Regions from separate parts of the Bos taurus genome. Here region 2 is linked to region 1. The links are chromatin contacts, called in public Hi-C maps. All regions are on one chromosome and are shown on one strand. Each heading gives the region's core, a stretch centred on a gene start, on an enhancer-like site or on the middle of the called end of the contact. The rest is flanking DNA. Distances are from core to core; before and after follow the strand shown.

Region 1 (4,119 bases), core at 1,109-3,608:
TCACTCGATACCGCCATTTATTCTCGGAGCTGCCAGTCATAGTTAGCGATTGATGCGGGAGGGGTGACCTGCTTGGGACATTTTCATCAAAAAGATTCCTTTTGCGTAATGAACAAGGCAAACATTGGAAGGTTTTCTTTAGAGGAACATAAAGGACCAGGAGTGAAAGAGAGAGCATTTGATAATCCACTGGCTAAAGGGAAGAAAGGGTTGCCGTTAATCTCGTATTTGCAGTGTGCTTAACACAGTGCCTTCATTTTATAGCCATTTAATCCTCCAACAACGCTATGTTGTGGATATTACCTTGTTAATACAGGATAGTGTGAGGCTCAGAGAACTTAAGGACCTGCTGGAGTCTGGCAGCAGAACATCCAAGTTGGGACTTGGTGACTCTTGGACCTTGGAATGTTTTCTTTTGCTCCTGGGTTGGGCCAGTCATTCACTGTTATTAGCAGGGAGATGGATGAATGAGTTGTAATGACACAGATTCAGCTTGCCTACCTGCAGAAAATAATCATCTCACCTGTAACCTTGTCATTTGAGTACTCTGAACTAGAGGGTGACGCCCATTGGGTGGATATTTCTGACAAGACAAATGTCCATGTTCCTGAAGTTCAGGAATGAATACGACTTCTTTCAAACATTGCTGAGAAAAGCAACAAATGGGCAAAGGTGAGAACTGGGTAGATGCCTTCACCTCATGGGGATTTAGATGCCAATGAGGTCTTGCTTTGTTCAGTGCTTTCTCATAGACCCTCAGTGGTCTCAAAGACTGAGAAAGACAAGTGTGGCCTTGGTATCCTTGTTTTATAAAGAAACTGAAGAATTGCTAAAAGCCTCACTCAGGGTCTTGGGGCTACTAGGAGGAAACCAGAACCTAGGTGTTCCTCCCCTGTCTAGTGCCCTTTTTACCACCACATACCAGCACTTAGCATAGAGTGGTTGATTGGGTTTAACCCCAATCTGTGTCCACAAAGATCATGGTTAAGATTAAACACAAAGCCTAGGGTAAACCACTAGTTTTCCCTTGACTCAAGGTGAAAACTCTTAACTTTCTTCAGAGTACTGTGACTCTCCAAATGCATACATATACCCTTTACCTATGCAACATTTGAGGCATATATTTAGTCTTCTCTTAATTGGTTCAGTGATTGCCATTAAGTTAAAATTTTTTGTGTAGTGTCTTGGGACATTCAGGAGAACATAAAAGTGCTCCGAGAGCAGGAAGGAACAGGGACTATATCTCTTGCTCCCTAGCTAGACCCCAGAAGGAAATATTCACTGGCGATGGAATTTCTGGGACCCCTGCAAAGTAGCAATGTGAAGCCCCCAGTTTAAACACCATAAAGAATTTCAAAACTGCAACAGCAGAGCATCAAGCCAAGCAAAGACCCTGGCACAGTTGTGCAGGTTGCTTGCCCTTTGCCTAGACAGTGCTGTGTTAAAAAGTGCGGGCCTATCCTGGGCACGGTCCCAGGCCAGGTTAGGAAAATAATTTAAAAACAAAGGGGAGATAGAGCGGGAGCAGGGGTCCCCACCTCACTGTGCCGAAGCCCATGGGGCTGGCAACCTCTGGGCCAGAAACTGGCATTCAAGGGCCTAGGACAAGGACCATTCTCCACCAACTTGAGATTTACTTAATAATTTAAAAAACATATTTGGATTTGCATTTTAACCTGGGAAAGTCCTTCATTTCTACTGGAATGCAAACGCTCCTGGCTTCTGTTGGATTTTTTTTTTTTTTCAATGTACAAATAATGATTCCTTAAAAACGCCCAAGCCCCTACCAAGAAAAGAGATCCCGAGATTTACGAGAAACTGAAAAGCCTCTGCCATTCAGAATCTTGGCAAATGCACCTGTTCCGCTCCCACCCTCCCGACCCAAGGTGGGGTTAGTTGGTCTTCCGAAGGCCAGCAACCCTCCGGCCACCCCCAGAGCTCACCGTCTTCCCCCTCCTCCTCTTCCCTCCGATTTTTAATCCAGGGGTTTGGGAGGAGGGAGGGAACCAACCGGAGGCCAGATGTGTGCGAGTCCCCCGCTGCCACCTCCTCCCTCCTCTCGGGCATCTTAAAACCCGGAGCGCTAACGCGGGAGGATCCGGAGTTAAACGCGGCGCAAACAACTCCGCTCCGGGGCTCCTCCGGGAGTGGAAGCCGGGAGGGACTTGGGGGGGGGGCGGGGGACGGAGGGAAGGAAGTCGGGCATGCTCAGTAGGCCGGACAAAGTTTTTTTTTTTTTTTTCCTCCTTTTTTTTTTTTTTCGGTCGCAAGTAGGAAGCTTTTTGCACTCCACCACCTCTGGCCGCTGGGAAGACGTCATCGCTTCCGCCCTACTTCCTCCTCCTGTTGGCGGTGGTGAGAATCCAATATGGAGTAAATCGGTAGAGTCGAGAGATGGGGCTCGGACGGGGCGCCCTGCACCGCCTTCCGGGCGCACCTCCCCTGGCCGCCGAGCGCTCCCCGGAACCGTGATTGGCCCGGCCCCCCTGGGGCAACCCCGGGCCGAGCCCCCGCCCGCGGCCGGCCCTCTTCTCCTGCTCTCAGCAGTCCCCGCCGCTCCACCGCGCGCTTGTTTTTCTCCTCCTCTCCCCTACCGCCGTCCCCTGCCCAAATCTCCCCGCTCCGCCCGCTCCCGAGCCCTCGGAGCCCCCGCCCGCCTTTGCCCCTCGGCCCTGCGGCGCTCACTCCCCGCGAAGCTTGCCTGTGCACCCCTTCTCCCAGACCTCACCCCACGCTCCCGTCGCCCTGCTTCCCCTTCTGGCTTCTGCGGCGCCCCCTTCATCTCTAGCAGCTCCCCCCAACCAAATCAGGCGATCTCCGGAGATGTGAAGAAGGGGGGTGGGGGGGAGGATGAGCGGACAGGAAGATGAAGGGAGCAAAGCTGCCCGCCGCGGGACAGGCGTCTAGGTGAACAAGAAAATGACCGAAGAAACACACCCGGACGAGTAAGTTTGGCCGCGGGGGTGGGACGATGGTGCCCCGCGAGGGCAGCGTGGGGGCCGGGGCTGAGGACGCGGGCGGGGACGCTGTTTGGGTGAACTTGGCTTGGGGTGCAGTGACTCGCTGGTCTGTGGGGTGTGGGACACGAGATTTCCCCCCTTGTTGATGAAGTGAGGAGGGGGCGAAAACTGCTGCAGGCTGGAGGGGGCGCGTGTTGGGTCGGCGGGCTGGTGGCCGCTGCAGGGGCCAAGGGCGCGCGGGTGACCTCCGGGCGGTCCCCGATCCCTCTCCGGGGACTCAAATCACCCCTCCTCTCGAGATCCTCGGCGGCGGGAGCGGAACACCTGACATCCCCGCTCCGGCTTCCAGGGGTCGGTGGGTTTTGACCCGGTGACTTTTGTGACTCTCCCGCCCCTTCCACTAGCCCCGCGGTCCCTTCGGAAGCCCACTGGGGCCCAGACTCCGCCATGTCGTTTTCTTGAATCGCTCTCATTTGCATACCACATTTTCATTCATAAAAAACACTGCGGAGCTAAGGGAGGACTGGGCGCGGGTTGCGCTAGGGTCTGCGTGCACCCGGGTCCCTGCGCGGGCCGGCGTGCTGGAGCAGCCCTGGGGCCCCGCGGCGCGTGTGCGTGTGTGTGCACGAGTTGGCCAGCCGGGGACAGGCGCCCCGCGGGGTCTGGGCTGCTCGGGGGGCGGATCCGAGGATGTGCGGCGGGGGAGGGCGGGAGCCTGCGGGGCAGCGCGCTGCGGGGCCCTTGTGTGTATATCTCTGTGTGTCTCTGTGTATATCTTTGTGTATATCTGTGTGTGCGCGCGTGCACAAGAGTGCGTGCCCGGCCCGCGGGCCCGAGGCGAACAAAGCTCAGGGCTCTTCGCTGGAGGGGCTGTCCGGCGGCCCCACCTCCCCTCGCGGGACCCGTGCCTTCCTTCAGCCCCTGGCCGAGGTGCAGCTTTTCGTGGACCTGCGGCCGCCGAGGCGGCTTTGCCTTTCTTCTGCCAGCGCCCGAGGCGTTTCCAATCGCGGGTGCGACTAGAGGTTGGGCTGCCGGGCCGGGTGCCTGAGATCGTCGGCCTCGGGTCCGAGCGGTCACCGCATCGCGGCGGCCGCCGCTGCTCCGTGGCTGTGCCCGCCACAGCCACTTTTTTTTTGTGAATAAGACGCTCTCCTTTATT
Region 2 (4,119 bases), core at 1,060-3,559, 110 kb before region 1:
GTTTGTGATTAGTAGATACAAAGCACTATATAATATAAAAATAGGTAGACAACAAGGACCTACTGTATAGCCCAGGGAACTATATTTAGTATCCTGTAATGAACTCTAATCTGAAAAAAAAATTTTTATATATGTATACATGGTGGTGGTTTAGTCGCTAAGTCGCGTCCGACTCTTGTGACTCCATGCACTGTAACCTGCCAGGCTCCTCTGTCCATGGGATTAAGCAGGCAAGAGTGGGTAGCCATTTCTTTCTCCAGCAGATCTTCCCAACCCAGGATCAAACCTAGGTGTCCTGCATTGCAGGTGGATTCTTTGCTGACTGAGCCACCAGGGGAACCCATATATTTCTATATCTATATCTGCACCTTTGGGTTCACCTGCTGGCTAGAGAAGTGGCTGGCACCTTGCAGCTGTGCCTGTACCTCCACAGCCCCCCACTCCCTCTGACTCCCCAGCTTGCAGCTGCTGTCAAGGCCCTTCATCTCAGCTGTGGCTGTGACTTTAACACTCCCAGCCGGCTTTACTTGTGCGTCATCTCTCTAAGCAATGGGCTGTGCCCCTGTCCTAACGCATCTGGGTAGAGGCTGCACCCAGGGCATAAAGAGGCCATGGCCATTTCAAGACAAGACATCTTGTTTTCAGTTTCTTGGTATTAATATATGGGGCCCAGAGATTCACAAATTCTTTTATGTTTTCCTCTAATTTCCAAAGTGTCCATTACTGGGGAGGGGGGAATATGTATCTTCTCTTAAATTGCTTGCGTTTGTCCTGGAAAGGTTGTGTTTTCACATCCAAAAGTTTGGATCTAGCATCGAACCTGGGCCCCCTGAGTTGGGAATCCAGAATCGTAGCCACCGGACCACCAGGAAAGTCCCTCCCTTCTTATTCTTGAAGACATAGCCCAGAAGTTAGACGGTATGGGAAGCCTTCTCTGACAACCCACTCAGAGTACCAGGCAGGGCACTAGGCCTGGGGATACAGAGGAGAGTTAAGCCACAGTCACTGCCAGAGTCAGGTAGGCTGATGGTGAGGACAGCCACAACAACTGGCTGGTGGAGTACAGAGGGATCAGCACAATAAATGGGGTACAGCCTGTGGGCTGGGGGGCACATGAGAGAATCATCTCCCCCTGTTGTGGGAGACTTCCAGGAGGGCCTCCTGGAATAAATGACCCTTTAGATAAGACCAGGAAGGCAGGCCAGATTTAGCCAAGCAAGGATGGGTGCCACTGGCCGGGACTTGTCCAGTGTCCTACTAGCCAGATATGTTCAGATGTGGCAAATCAAGAACCACATGGCACAACCATAAAAGCAGAACAAGCCGAACACTTGGTGCCTCTCACCCACGACAGGCTGTATTAGACACACTCATCATGCCCATTCCGTCCCCTCCTGTGGGTACTGTCCTCTGCACCCCCATTTCTAGTAGGAAGAAGAAGGAAACACACAGACCAGCGAAAAACCCTGGCCAGGCTGAGTGGCCTCAAGGGCTGGTTGATGGCCGTCAGGAGCAACCACCGGTAGGAAGGACCCCAGAAACCAGGCAGCCCCAGGACCCCGGGAGGCTGGTGTTCCTGGGTTCGAATCCCTGCCAGGACCAGGAAGCTTTGACTTGACCCTCCCTCTGGATCATTCTGCTCTTCTTCCCACCATGAAAAGAGAAAGAGATCCTCAAACAGATTGTTCCTTGTAAAATTCCCTGGTGGAAAGGCACACACTAAAACTGTCAGCCAAAAATTGGTATTTAATTATCCACACTTTCCAGTTATTTATTCTCCACTCCCCGGCCCCCGCCCCAATGATTCTCATCCGTTCTGCAGTACTGCACACAGTAAAAGACACCTCTCTCTCAGAACAGACTTTGCAGATCACATTTCTTGGGGCCCTTTCCATACAGTACTCCTGCTGCTGCTAAGTCGCTTCAGTCGTGTCTGACTCTGTGCGACCCCATAGACGGCAGCCCACCAGGCTCCGCCGTGCATGGGATTTTCCAGGCAAGAGTACTGGAGTAGGTTGCCATTTCCTTCTCCAATGCGTGAAAGTGAAAAGTGAAAGGGAAGTCGCTCAGTCGTGTCCGACTCCTAGCTACCCCACAGACTGCAGTCTACCAGGCTCCTCCGTCCATGGGATTTTCCAGGCAAGAGTACTGGAGTGGGGTGCCATTGCCTTCTCTGTCATGGAATTAAAATTATTCATGAAATTCTAAAGAAGTATGTCTAGCATTTGCCAATTTGCCAATAAGTAGAGCAACCTTTCTTTGTGCATGTTTTCTCCCCAATCTCCACCAGAGGGAGCCAGCAGGTCCTGTTTGGACAAGCTGCTCTGCTTACACCCTCATGGACGCAAAGAGAAGTTGGAATTAGAGTCCTGGGCCCAGTAAACTAAGCTGGCAGTTCCTGAACTTTCTGATACGCAGAATTCTGAGGAACACCACAATTTGGGGAAAACTTATTTCAAGGAAACAGGAGGTGACCACCTGTTCTTGAAAAAAATGAGATATGGAAAATGAAGTTTTCTATTCATTGCCATCTATAATTCCACCGAATCTATTTATTGAACACTTTCATTCTGAAAGGCTTCCCAGGTGGCGCAGTGGTAAAGAATCCGCCTGCCTAAGCAGGAAATCCAAGAGACTCAGGTTCCTCCTGGGAAGGTCCCTAGAGGAGGAAGTCACAACTCACCCTAGCATTCTTGCCTGGAGAATCCCATGGACAAAGGAGCTTGGCAGGCTATAGTCCATGTGGTCGCAAAGAGGCCATGTGGTCGCACATGACTGAGTGACTGAGCATGCACACACACACACATTCTGAAGGCTATGATAAAATAATAATTCTTATCAATACATGGTAACCAGAAATTGTGGTATTTTAAGGGACACGTCAATCTGATTCAGTTATTTTTAAAATATTAGGTGGCTCTCGTTTTGTGTTCAAGAGGTGGTACTTAATGCCACGCTGAGAGGCATTGAGAATAACCAGGTTAAGAGACCAGAAGTCCTAAGTATTTTTAGACCAAGGAATTGTATGGACCATAAGGAAGATTTACTTGGTGGCAGAGTGCTAGCTGATCTTGAACGGGGCCTTGGAGACAGGCCAGGTGGGGAGCTCTGGTCGTCTTCCAGTGGTGGAGAGATGAGGGCCTGACCTGGCGGAGAACAGCAGGGAAGGAAGGGCGAGATTTATGAAGGAGTAATTGACAAGGCCCAGTTCCTACTTGAAGAGTTGGAAATGGGAAGGGATGGGAGCGAGCCAGGAGACAGACTCAAAACTGTTTGTGGTTTGGGACAGGAGTGGCAGGGGAATAACAATTCACTCTGAATTCAGCACCTCAACTACTCCCCATGGTTTAATCACAGCAGCACTCACATACATTTGAAAAAGAGTAGAATGTTTATGTGTGAAATATTATATATTTGGTCTACATCAAGGCTTGTTGCATAGGTCACAGGCCCCTTGCAATATTTCTGTAGCATCTTCTGCCCCACTATAAGCTCTTTGTCACAGAATGTGAAGAATATAAATGTGTGATGATAAAGAGACATTCTATGCCTTAAGTACTTTGGCCATCTGATGGGAAGAACTGACTCATTTGAAAAGACCCTGATGCTGGGAAAGATTGAGGGCGGGAGGAGAAGGGGACGACAGAGGATGAGATGGTTGGATGGCATCACCGACTCAATGGACATGAGCTTGAGTAAACTCTGGAAGTTGGTGATGGACAGGGAAGCCTGGCATGCTGCAGTCCACGGGGTCGCAAAGAGTTGGACACGACTGAGCAATTGAACTGAACTGATGCTTTAAGTCTATCAGCAAAGGAATTGCCCAGCAATCTTGTTCCACTGTAGCAGAAATGGGGAGCATCCCTATGTGGGCTGAGCTGGGGTTGGGCTGACCCAGGCAGCCTTCGAATTCTGTGCCTTGGGTAAATTCATATCTTCAGACTTTTCCATCTCCCATAAGTCCAAATTCCTCATGTGAAACAGACCTTCTCACTCCACTGAACTCTTGTGGCCTAACGTGTAATCAAGGGGGGTTAGAATGACGGGACTGTGAGCCACACAGATGACTCTCCTCCTTCTCCAACACTGCCTTGCCAGGACACTCTGGCATAAGAACTA

What was found. A called contact is a pair of places that touch in the nucleus more often than the background predicts.
Region 2: a contact with region 1 is called in a Hi-C map of skeletal muscle, with 4 times the contacts expected there. The contact joins the enhancer-like site here to the promoter of SPRED2 in region 1. A contact is called at or near these places in 3 of 11 Hi-C or Micro-C datasets (liver, skeletal muscle and skin fibroblasts).

Annotation. Positions count from the first base shown.
Region 1 is chr11:63,799,447-63,803,565 of ARS-UCD2.0, reverse strand. SPRED2 (sprouty related EVH1 domain containing 2) reads left to right here and starts at 2,358. Exons shown (of 6, transcript XM_024999446.2): 1 at 2,358-2,945. The coding sequence starts at 2,920.
Region 2 is chr11:63,914,136-63,918,254 of ARS-UCD2.0, reverse strand. No RefSeq gene overlaps it. Among named protein-coding and RNA genes, the nearest start is that of SPRED2, 110 kb to the right of the region's middle. Within about 2 kb of position 2,309, at least 6 of the 102 cell types and tissues checked have an H3K27ac peak or open chromatin away from gene starts, as enhancers often do. A contact at or near this core is called in skeletal muscle, where this site is marked.